Linked DNA regions of Gossypium hirsutum: region 2 is linked to region 1. The links are chromatin contacts, called in public Hi-C maps. All regions are on one chromosome and are shown on one strand. Each heading gives the region's core, a stretch centred on a gene start, on an enhancer-like site or on the middle of the called end of the contact. The rest is flanking DNA. Distances are from core to core; before and after follow the strand shown. Region 1 has its middle 31 kb from the start of LOC121204245. Region 2 holds the start of LOC107953205.

Evidence for each region. A called contact is a pair of places that touch in the nucleus more often than the background predicts.
Region 2: a contact with region 1 is called in a Hi-C map of leaf, with 3 times the contacts expected there. The contact joins the promoter of LOC107953205 here to the enhancer-like site in region 1. A contact is called at or near these places in 3 of 34 Hi-C or Micro-C datasets (all in leaf).

What each region holds. Positions count from the first base shown.
Region 1 is chrA07:22,161,516-22,167,846 of Gossypium_hirsutum_v2.1, forward strand. It overlaps the pseudogene LOC107955878. Among protein-coding and RNA genes, the nearest start is that of LOC121204245, 31 kb to the right of the region's middle. Within about 2 kb of position 1,681, at least 5 of the 9 cell types and tissues checked have an H3K27ac peak or open chromatin away from gene starts, as enhancers often do. A contact at or near this core is called in leaf, where this site is marked.
Region 2 is chrA07:22,526,298-22,532,156 of Gossypium_hirsutum_v2.1, forward strand. LOC107953205 reads left to right here and starts at 4,253. Exons shown (of 3, transcript XM_016888442.2): 1 at 4,253-5,125. The coding sequence starts at 4,352.

The DNA.
Region 1 (6,331 bases), core at 431-2,930:
TAACCTAATAATGTCTATTTATAAGGCAAAAATCACATAAATGAGAAAATACAAAATTTTCCTTGATTAAAATAAAGCAAAATTTTGGTAGATTTTTGCGTTAAACTTCTAAAACAATTTTAGACACTTTTTTGACATTTTTTTAGGTTTGATTCATGAAATAACTTTGGTTAAATCTTTCAATTACCTTCAAACAAATATATTATGAGCCTAAAACGGAGTTTTGGAGTAATGCTGTGTTGAAAGTCTATTCCACAAAAACTTGTCAAAATTAATCATTAACTCAATTTTTTCTCCAATTATTCTACTAAATCCATAATAAATAAAACATAAGTATAAATAATATAATTAAGAAGTTCGATGCATAATTAAGAGTAAACTTTTAGGTTTTTTCATTCGTAGACTTGATGAAATCCATCCTTATTGCTTTCCCATAGGCGTAATTTGTACTGTTGAGTATAAAGGGATGAGACACTGATAAACCTTCGATTTGCAAGCAATCTTTAGACCAAGATACCCATTAGTTGTTTTAAGTGACAGTCTGTACTAATTGAAAGAACTATGAATGACATTTGTAAGCAAAATTGAGCAGTGTCAACTACTTTAAGTATTGATGAAGAAAAATGAAAAATATAGTGATATGTTGATGCAGTTCAGTTTTCCCATGTCTATGGAGCCTTACTTAGAGAGGAAATTCAGTATGTTAACACCTCGTATAACAAGTGATTATAAGCTCTAACATTTACCGGATTAAAATATCACTTTTGCACCTAAGATCTAGATCACTTTCCTGGTTTTCCCCTAGACAACTTAGGATAAAAACCAAGTAACACACTTAATTTTACCCTCAATGCACTCCAAAGAAACATTCATCAATTAATAGAATAAAGTGCTCTCAGATCAGTACACCACTTATACAAGTCTCCTCAATATATATGAAATTGAGACTTGCAAACACACTATATAAATTACAATGAATCTTCCCATTAAAATAGCTAAATAATCAACTTTGAAAATATCTTCAATAAGTCCAAGATAAATCTTGAGTATTCAGGATATGCTTCCAAGTTTACTTGATCTGATCCAATCTCTTCAAAATAGGAAAGTTAATTTTCTTAACTCAATCCAAATCGATCTTCAAGATATGTTACTATAAACGGTTTATATATCATAGAATGACTTGCATACATCAATATTAACAACAAATATCTTAACCCAATGTTTTTTGTTACCAAAATTCGCTAACACATATATAGCAAGTTTATGAGCTTGTGTAATGCCAAACACTAGCGGGTACTATTACTTGGCATTTTTCATAAATTGCTTCAATAAACTGGTAAAAAAGTTTGGTATAAATTGAGACAAAAAATATAGATACTAACTTGAGAAAAAGTATCAAATTTGAGGACTAAATGCATATTTAAACTTTTAAAAAATCTATAATAACATATTGATTCAATTAAAATTTTAATTACTTTTTTTAACATAAGTAATAACACGACATAAATAGGAATAATAATAATAACAATTACAATAATCGTGATAGTAAGAAGAAGACGAACACAATACTAACACAAGAATTAACAGGTTTGCACAAGAGATCCAACAAACCATATAGGCCCAACATGAAGGGCTTGTGAAAGACTAATGATAAACCTTGCTTTCTCTACAGGCAATCAAAGATTGGGATATTGTTTAACTGATAGCCTTCAGAATCCTATCACTTAGCTTCCGATTGTCCACTGTAAGAATCTTTGAACGCTGTCAAGCCCACAAAGCTCCTTCACAACAGGCATGATTGCAGGTACCTCCAACTTAAATGTTGAACTAGACTCGTCTCCTCCCCATGAATGAAGTTGTTCCCTGGCTTCTTTTATAGCTGCTCTTATAGCACAGTGTACCGGAACTGCTAGCGTTAACGGCGGCTCTCCCGAAGCTGCAAAGGAACAAATTGTTTGATGATTGCAGTAAGAACCGGATGCCCATCTTTTACATACTTACATGCATGCATACATAATAATTGTTTGATGAAAAAATCCCAACTTGCCTTTTGATGAAAGTACACGATGTTTATGATGTCCACTGTTGAGGATTTCTACATTAAACTGCTTAGGTATAGTGTCCACTGTGGGGATCTTATAAGTCCAAGTGCCTTCTGCAGTCACTAATCCTTTAGAGTTTGTAGGATATTCTTCAAGCATAAAGAACCCTATTCCTTGAACAAATGCTCCTTCAGTCTTATAGGAAAAAAAAAAAAAAGACCCAAGAAACTTGTTAGTCAATGCTTGAATTTAATCATGATTGCATGTAAAAAAGAAAAAAAACCCAAATGCTGCAGAGCATTGAAATCATATAAAAGATCATAACCTGTCCTAAATCAACAGCAGGATTTAAGCTTTGGCCGCAATCATATATGATATCTGTTTGTAATATTGTGGTTTGCCCTGTTAAAACGTCTATCTCCACCTGCAATGCCACATCTTCATTATTAGGAATTTGTTTTTGAGATTCTGCAACCGATATAAGATGAACGAGACATGTTTAATTGACTAGCTCTGGAAAATTCGCCTTGAGGAAAACTGCAAAGAATGAATAAAAGAAGAATAAGATCCGTTGATATACTTGCCTCACTCACTGCAGCACCATAATTCAAGTAACTCAGGGACGAAATGTCTGGTACATATAACGAAATTGCTGATAAGTTCACGGAACTGTTATATGCCTGCATGTGGTTAGATTAAAAGAGTGAAACAGGAATCATCAATATCTATGAGCAAAGTATCATCAAGCAAGTATATGAAGAATTAAAACAGTAGAAAAAATATAAGCATGTTTCAGGGTAGAACTGAGGCCCTCTGCTGAAATAATTAAGGTGGCCAATAAGGCTACTCTTAAACCTCAGTACCATATTTGACATCGCCATACTTTTCCTTTTCGTTCTAAAATTATCTGCAACATTTCAGCTTCTTAATGTCGAACTGTATATTTGTTATAGAGCCATGAAGAGCAAAGAGATTTGGAGCAATTTAGCGGTAATGTTTCCATCAAAAAGATCACCCAAATTTCGATTTCTAATCAGAAAACTAAATAAACAGATCGTAGAATCAATGTCCAAGCCTTTTCTCTCAACATATGATACGAAATGAACATAAGACCTTGAGTTTAACAAATACCTGAAGAATCAATGTCTCCCATTTTAAAGATCCCATTTGCTCTACCAACCTTTCCTTGAAAGCTGTCAGTCGCTCGACTAAGATATCGCAGCAACGTCTAACAGCTTCACAGCTTGATTCTGACGTTGTACTTCCAGCAGTGGTGCCACCTTGAATTAAACTCAAGGTATCAGTTTGTATGACCCTCACCTTCTCCAAAAGTTCGTCAGTTCCACCACATTGGATCAAACCAAGAGCGTATGCTGTCATCTGTTTCACCTTCGTCCAAAGACCCTGACCGAGCTCAATGCCTCCAACTTCAACTACAATCGATCCATCACATAGAATGCTTACTTTCCCTGGGGTTGCTTTCAAGGTCACTTCATGCACGATAGGGACTCGAGAGATTCCCCTTTTCCGCCATTTATTACACCTATTAAACTGTTTCAACATTTCAATCCTATGGTAAAAGCTTGAAGACGTTCCCAACTTATTCCATATAGAAGGTAAAGTATACTCCAATGGTTCACCAGCACTGTTCTTGAAAAACAATTCAAGGCTTTCGTACTTGTGGAGATTAATACTTTTAACTGAATCAACATCCAGGGAAAGAGTGGATGCCACATTTTCTATTATAGCTTCAGCAATGAATGATCCCTGCACTTCCCCGGGGGCCCTCATCGATGATCTGCTCGGACGGTTTGTTTTACAAACCTTTATATCGAATGCTAAAGCACCCCAGTCGTACTTCCTTAGTGAACCGAACATATGATTTGGCAACAATGGACTTATATCAACTGAAATCCCTGCATCAATTAATATATCGAGTCTTAAGGCTGTAATCTTCCCATTACCTTTGAATCCTACACTGTAAGTTATCTTCATTGGATGCCTTCCTCCTGCCATTATCATATCAGTCTGGCGATTGACATAGATCCTGACCGGACGCTGTAGTTTGTAAGCAGCAAGTGCACATGCTGTAGAAACCTATAACATCACATTGTAACTAGTCTGATGCTCACACTGAGTACGATTTGACATATATTTAGCTGTAAATAAGACAAATAAGAACACACTTAATGATACTCACTGGCATTGCTTTTATGGCCTTTCCACCAAATCCTCCCCCAACCCTTCTTGTTATCACACGAACATTGTGTCCAGGAACACCAAGGCATTTAGCTATTGTACTGTGCGCGAGCTCAGGGCATTGACTAGAACTGTATACGATCATGCAGTTGTCTTCATCTGGCACAGCAAGAGCTGCTTGCGTCCCATGAATTCAAGTTAGAATGTCTTTAAAAGAAATAAGCCTATATGAATCTATTTTCTTGGTTATGTTTCACGAAAATGCAAAGTACGGTCTCTGAAAAGAGAGTTAAGCTGAGGCCTATGGTACAGAAACGTGTTGAACTTAGGCTGAAAGAATGGTGAAATATTATAATTACCTCAGCCGAGTGAATTTGATGATCAGCTTCAGCCATTCCTTTAGAAAAATCGCCAACCTGTTCAGGGTAAAGGGAAGAAGGGACCTCAAAAAAGCTACATCTTTCAAAAGCCTTTTCAACAGATAATATTGGATCTAGATTCTCCTTGTCATAATTAATCACTGCAAGGTTGGCAGCCATGTCTGCATTTCTCTGTGTATCTGCAACCTGAGATGATCATTTAAATGATCAAGCTTTTTAAAATGTCATTTTGATGATGATATTAGACATACAAAAGGCTTAAAACATGGAATTACCACCAAGGCAATGCGTTGACCAGCGCATTCAGTGAGCTTATCTGCATATAATGGTTCAGAACCAAACATGGTCTGAGCCCCTATATTTTCCCCAGGAATGTCTTTGGAAGAAATGAGCTTGATGACTCCATCCAGTGATGATCCAGGCTTAAATTTTATGTCCTTCACCCATGCTAATGGCTCCGTGCTGTAAATAAATGCTCCCTGCAGGCAATTGCTTGGAGATGGAATGTCATCCACATAAACAGCTTCACCTACAAATTTATGGTGGGTGAGCAACATTGACAATATTCTATTGTAAAGTGCATGCAGAAGGTAAATGAACTTCAGGTATGAAAGCTAAAATAATAGTGACTTTCACTGGGAAAACTTTGGAAACATTTGATCAATATTATCCACTTGTGAGTGTCGGAGAAATGTGTCCAACATGGATACGCTCAAAATTTTTAAAGTTTTTCTATATATTTGGAAGATCATATTTGGACATGAATACACATATTCGGAGTAACATAGCAAAGCAGCAGTTACGTTTAACATTTAAATAACAAGGTATTATCACAATAAAGAATATATAAAATTGAAGGATTAAAGAGTGAATCATTTTTATCAACGTGTTCTGCTTTCTAACTAGTTTTGAAGAAACATAAAGCAATTAAAAAGAGTAAAGAACAAGAAGCAGCAATGTAAGAAAACAGAAGTTGGCCCTGAAAATTATTAATGGTCAAACTATGACTGCTAGTGCTAGATCATTCAAGGAATAAGAGCTAAGATGTGACAAACCAGAAGCTTGGAGGGTAGCTCCAGCTTTTTTAATAGGCTCTCCAACAGGATTATATTCTTCACTTAACTGAATCACCTGCTTTGCAGATGATAACAAAGTTGAGAATTTGGTTTGATCAAGCTGGTTGGAATCCTGTTTTCCTTTGAAATCACTGAATGGCAAAGCTTTATTATCTCCATCAGACCAAAAGCTGGAAATCTCAGCAGGGTTCCCAAGTAAGGGGTATAGAAAATCGAAGAGAAAGCCAATGGCCAAGCTCAACCGATAAGCCGGATGGGAGGTACCATCTTCAGGCACCACAGTAATTCAAGGATTTTAATGGCCTCATATAGAACACTGGTGTTTAGAAACTTTGCTGATAGAAACTCTTCAACATTCCTTGCTCTAATGGCATGTTTTGTTCCATAAGCACCAAATGTCAATCGACAGTGATTTAGCATAATTCCAGCCTTACTAAGTGAAACCTCAGCCAGGAAAGCGCTATTCATATAGGGAAGTGCATTTCCAATAGGGCGTGGTGCGGCTCGATACGTCTCAAATAGCAACTTAGTGTAGCCTTGGGAAGAAATATCCACACCTAACCTCCAGCATGGAATTTTAATGGCTAAAAGAACACTTTTGGAATCTAACGGAGGCCTCCCAAGAAACTCCTCC
Region 2 (5,859 bases), core at 3,003-5,502, 370 kb after region 1:
TGAAACAATGAATAGGTATTTCAATAGAGTCCTTATTAGTATTATTAAAACCCAACACATGCTATTTAGAAAGACTAAACCTATTCGCAGTGATTCAACCAATGACAAGTAGAAACGGTTCAAGATAATCAAATGAAAATAATGTTATTGACTTGATATACATATTACTAATATTAATTAAATTAATCTAAACAATATTTGTGATTAAGTGTTACTAGAATTGTATTGGGACATTAGATGAAACACATCAAAGTATGAGTGCAACTTGAGGAGAAACTTAAGTATGATATAAGGAAAAAGTTTTTTGGGATCCCCATTACTCGAAGAGGTACTCTAAGTTAATCCTGAAGAGGTTTATTAATGATTAAAACATTAACGAGAATACCTTTTCCGATCATGACATGATCAAATTTTTCATAATGTCAAGTTATCCGAGTCTGTTTGTTTTGTTTAGCTTTATGTTAAGAGGATTGTCTATGAGTTCTATGCCAACTCGAATTGATGTATTATTGTGAACAGAAAATGCTACCACAAAGTGTTCTTACGAGAAGAGTGGTTCAAGTTTGGTCTAGAAAAAATTTGAAAGGTGCTAAATTGCTATATAAACAACATCATCGAGCTTGATGAATCCCTAGATGAATCAAATGCAGCATTAACCAACAACATCTACACCTCCTAGCCTGAGAAAGGTACATTACATGCTTTATCTTTATCTCCTATTATGCTACACTTTTTGCAGTTGTTATTCGTAATTGGCTTCCTATAGCCAAAGAGATATTGTGAGTAAAAGAATGGTTTCTATCTTGATAAAGATTGTTGAGATGATTGAGTTTGACTTTGGTCAACTTTATTTGATGAAATTTCAAAGTATGCTAAGAGGTTGTTCACAAGTTACCTATTGCCTTATCCATCCTTAATCTTTTGAGTTATATCTCCTAAAACCTAAGATCGATTCGTGCCACTAGACAATATGAGAAACCAAATCTTGAGCTCAAAATTTCTCACAAATGGCTGGAGGGAAAACATTTTGTGAATGAGCTATAAGAAATCTTAGACCCTGAGTATAAAAAAAGCTGAACAAGAATAGGCTACTTCTTAAGGAACATCTATTGTCACAAACACTACTTCTATCCTTTAGGGCATCAAGGCTAGAACCATTGTTGACCTTCAAGCCTCCATTGAGTTTAATCAGAAACATTGTGATAGGTCGAGAGTTGAGGCCAAAACTGTCTAAAAGAAGATCGATAGAAAAGGCCTTGCTAGTTGATCTCCTACCCTTGGAAGATGATGAATAAGTTGACACTTTGTTGACCAAAACGAGGGAGAATGAAGAGGAGGTGCTAGAAGCTATGGGTTGAGGGGGGAAGGATATTCAAATGAGGAGATGTGTTTCTATTATGTGTTTCTGTTCGGCTGATATTAAGGGGAACTTATTGTTTTGAACTCTTTTATAGTCTTTTATTCCTTTGGATTAATGTAATTAATTATTTGTTGCTACTATTACAAACTTCATTTATTTTTTATGAATTTATGATACATTCTATTATGAATTTCATTTACTTTGATGCATTCTTCAATTGCATAAATAGCTTGCTTAGTTATAATTATGGTTGGATGGTTATGGATGCAAATTCATTTTAGTATTAATAATTAATTGCTTAATTATTTTTTATGTTTTTAAGTTAATGGAAATATGCTAAAAGGGAGTTGATGTTTCTTGATGATATAACTTCTTATATTGTAAATGTTTTGTTCAACAAATTGTCGACGAGGGAGATTGTTGAAATGGAACTGGTATTTTAGTGCCAAGGGAGTATCCACTCCTTGACCACTAGAGCTGTTTAAGGCATTTCCATATTTGAAGGTTGACAATATATTTAATGGTATTTGTAGGTTGTACTGAGTATATGGGTAATATTTAGATCATTAATAAAGATCATTACACTTAAGGAAACATATTTTGGAGATTGGATCAAATCAGATCACCTTGTTGAATCCCTTGGATGATAAATATTGAATTGGATTGAAACATTGATTGCTTAGTTTAGTTGCCAAGAGTCCATGTTTACCTTATACTTTATTATTATATTGTATTCATCTTATTTTATTGTAGTTTAATAGAACTTGATATAGATCTTCTTATATTAGCAAGTCTCGAAATATTCTATATAATTGAGAGACTTATATAGGTTACTGTAGAGGTGCTCATGGGCCAAGCTGGATTCTGATTGGGCCCATACAAGGTATTTAGACCAATTTTCCAAGCTCGGGTTTGGCCCGACCCAAAAATGGGCTTACTTTTTTGCTCAAGCTTTGACCTAATTTAAGAAAAGTAAACCCGGTCTGCCCATATTTGATTTTTTAGATTAGTTTTTATTTAAAAATAATTTTTAAAAAATATGTAATACACTAAATGCACTAAAAATGCTAAAATATATAAAATTATTATTTAACATATATAATTAATATAATATTTTTTAAAACATAATATATTCAAGTTGGGTTAGATCAGGCTTGGACTATAAAATCTTACCTAAGGCTCGACCCATATAAAAAGCGGGCCTTAAATTTTACTTGAGTCTATTTTTCGAGCTTTATATTTATGTCCAAACACCCCCATTTTTCGGGTGAGCTTTTGAGTATGGGAGGGTGACCCAAGCTATAAACATGTCTAGGTTATTATATAAAGAGAGAATTAAGAATTTAATTTAATCTTGTGAAGAAATTTATTCTCTAAGTGCACATTGATAGTAAAATCTTTTGTGTTGTGATTTTACTTACTGAAATCACAAGGGTGAATTTAGTGTTGAGAGTATCGTTCTTCAATGTAGAAAGGTGAGGAAATTGTCACCATTGTGTGATAGACTATAATCACTTGTGGTAAGTGTTGAATATAGTGGGTATTTCTTAATAGTTTAGGTTCCGCAGATATAAACTGAGTTGTGTAAACAATTTTTCTATCCCTATTTACTTTATGTTCCAGGTAGTGTCAAAAGGAATGCCCACACTCTTGTCACTCCTTGCTTGTTTACAAGCAACCATTTTGAACTAACAGGTTTCTTCCCCATTTTTCTAATAGCTTTTGTTGGCGATTTGAATCTCGTCAATTCCAGTTGGGTTCTGGATTTACCATTTGCATTCATATTTCGCCTCCATCTTCAGGATCTCCTAAGCAGTTTTGATGGATATATGTGTTTGGCTTGTCTCAATTGTAAAATGGTTTGCTTGAACTTTTTATTATTATTTTGGGGGGGAATTTCGATCGGTCTTAGGATTTATGTTTCTTAGTCTGTTCTTTCTTACTGCAAGATCCTTAGCTTTTCTACAATTCTTATGGTTTCCAAGTCTCCATTTATTCCCAACTACCATCATCCCTGCTTGAAAAGTTGATGATACTTGAGAGTGGACCCAAGCCTCCTTCAATGAAATTTGGTTGAGTCTCTGGTTTTTCTTTTTCTTTTTTTGCTGTTGTGTTTTGTTTGATGTTGCATTTTAGTTTTTATGTATATATGTTTGCTATTGTGTATGGTGTTGATGTTGCTAAAGTGAATTGATTTTACATATCTTCTTGCGACATTAATGAATATAACTATTGTCATTACCAATGCACTAAAGGAATATTATGGTGGTTGACACCTTGTTTAAAGGCTTTAACTTTAGTTTTTAGTTTAGTCCTTGTTCTTAATGACATGTAGGTTTGGTATAAGCTCTTCCTAACCTTGGGGGTCTGTAATCAAACTCGAGGGATTCTCGTTGTGTTCTTATATTGTCTATTACTCGTATTTTGTTTTTTGTTCTTCTCCTGATTGCTCCCATGTCTTATATAGCTCCTTGGTTCTACTTTTGTAATCTTTTTTGAGATAAAGAATCATATTATCGACAAACACTCTTTTATACCTAGTTAAATCCTTATTGTTTTAACTTGTATTCTAACTTCATAACCTTTCTACCTTATGCCCTAACCTTTAATTTGAAAATAAAGGCAATTTTCCAATTGAAAATAAAGGCTTACTTTTTTTTTTATCAAATAAACTCTTATCATTGTTTTATACTTAAGTATTAAAGTTTAAAATTTAGAATTTAGAGTTAGGGTTTGAATATAAAACAAATAATAAGAGTTTATTATTAAATCAAAATTAAAACTTAAAATATACATTTAAATTACAATTAAAATTTCACAAATATAAATACATTAAATTAAAATTAAAAATATAATTACAAATTAAATTAAAATTCACCAATTTCTCGAGCCTTACAAAGGCTAGCTGGGCCGATAAGTTCCCAGTTACGCAAGGACTAAGGAGTAAAGGTACATATAGAGGTCAATCGACGGGGGATCTGTTTGTTGGGAATGGCGACGACAGCAAGAGGAGTGGGAGACTCAAACCCAGACGACGACGACGAACTCAACTCTTTACTTTCCCAGCAACACCACGAACTCATGGCTGCCCATTCCCTCGAGTCCGACCTCGACTTTGCCTTCCATCTCCAACTCCAAGAAGCCCTCTCCGCTTCCCTTTCTCTCCACACTTCCCAACCCCCACCACCCCCACCACCGCCGCCACAACCCCCCGTCCAAAACGACACCGTCTTCTCCTTAACGTCTCAAATGCTCTCCAAACTCCAACAAGAATCACTTGATCACAAGCGCTGCCTCCTCGAAACCCAGAAACTCAAGGACGACCTCAAGCGTCGGGTCCACGACGAGAAATTCGCCCGCCGGATTGCCGACATGCCCGAAGAACTTTGGGAGGATTGGGGCGATTGCTTCGAACGTCCCTTCGGTGAAGGGTGTTCTAAAGAACTTTGTTGGGGTGAAACTGACAGCGAAATCGACTCCATTGATGGTGTTTCTGACAATGAATATGATTTTCGTATTTATTTCAAGGGATTGATTAGTGAAGAAAAGGTCAAAGACAAGGCATCCAACTACGCGGGGATTGGAGTTGCGATTTGTGATTTTAGGGATAATTTGATTTTGGAAATTACAAAGCCTTTAGTTGGTGTTGGGTTGAGCAAACAAGCGGCTGAGCTTAAGGCGTTGATCGAAGGGCTTAACGCTGCTTTGTCTTTGGAGCTTAATAGGATTGAATTCTGCTGTGATTATTACCCCATTTATCAATACGTAAGTTCCTATACATCCTTTTATTTTCCCATTTTGTTACAATTCATGTGAATTTCTCTGTTTATTTATGTTCATTTTCTTATTAATCTTAATACTTTCTCTTTTGCTTCGGGAACTAAACTTAAAAGATGGTTTTCAATTCAAATGTATAATCATCTTGTCGAGTTCAATTGCCACCCGTCGTCGGTTCGATCGTTGGACAATCCTACCCCCTATCCCTTATCATAATATGTATATCATCATGAATCTTAACTAATTTATAAATGATATATGCATTTCATTCTCATTGTTTTTATAGCATATAAAATCCGTATACATTCTCTAGAATTCATGTCTCCAAACATAACACACAAGAAAATTTGAAGAATTGATTGTCTGACCGAAGTATATAGTACATAGTTTTTTGAAAGGATGGAATTTGTCAATTTTCATCTTTTATATGGAATAAAAATTAAGAGTTAGTATTGCATTTTAGCCATTGGTTCATTTCTAATGGAAAAAATTAAGGGTAAAATTGAGAAGTAATAAAGAATTAGAGTAGGAGGAAGTAGATATGCTAGTGTAAATAATGGAATCGACTTGACTCTAGTGAATGAATTGAACTAATGAATCAGTTATGGCTTAAAAAGTTGTATATAAGTCTGTTTTTATTTCCTTACAAAAAAATGTTATGTGTTATTGTCGATGAGTACTATATATCCTTTCAGGGTCACTGAGAGTTTGGTGGGGTTATC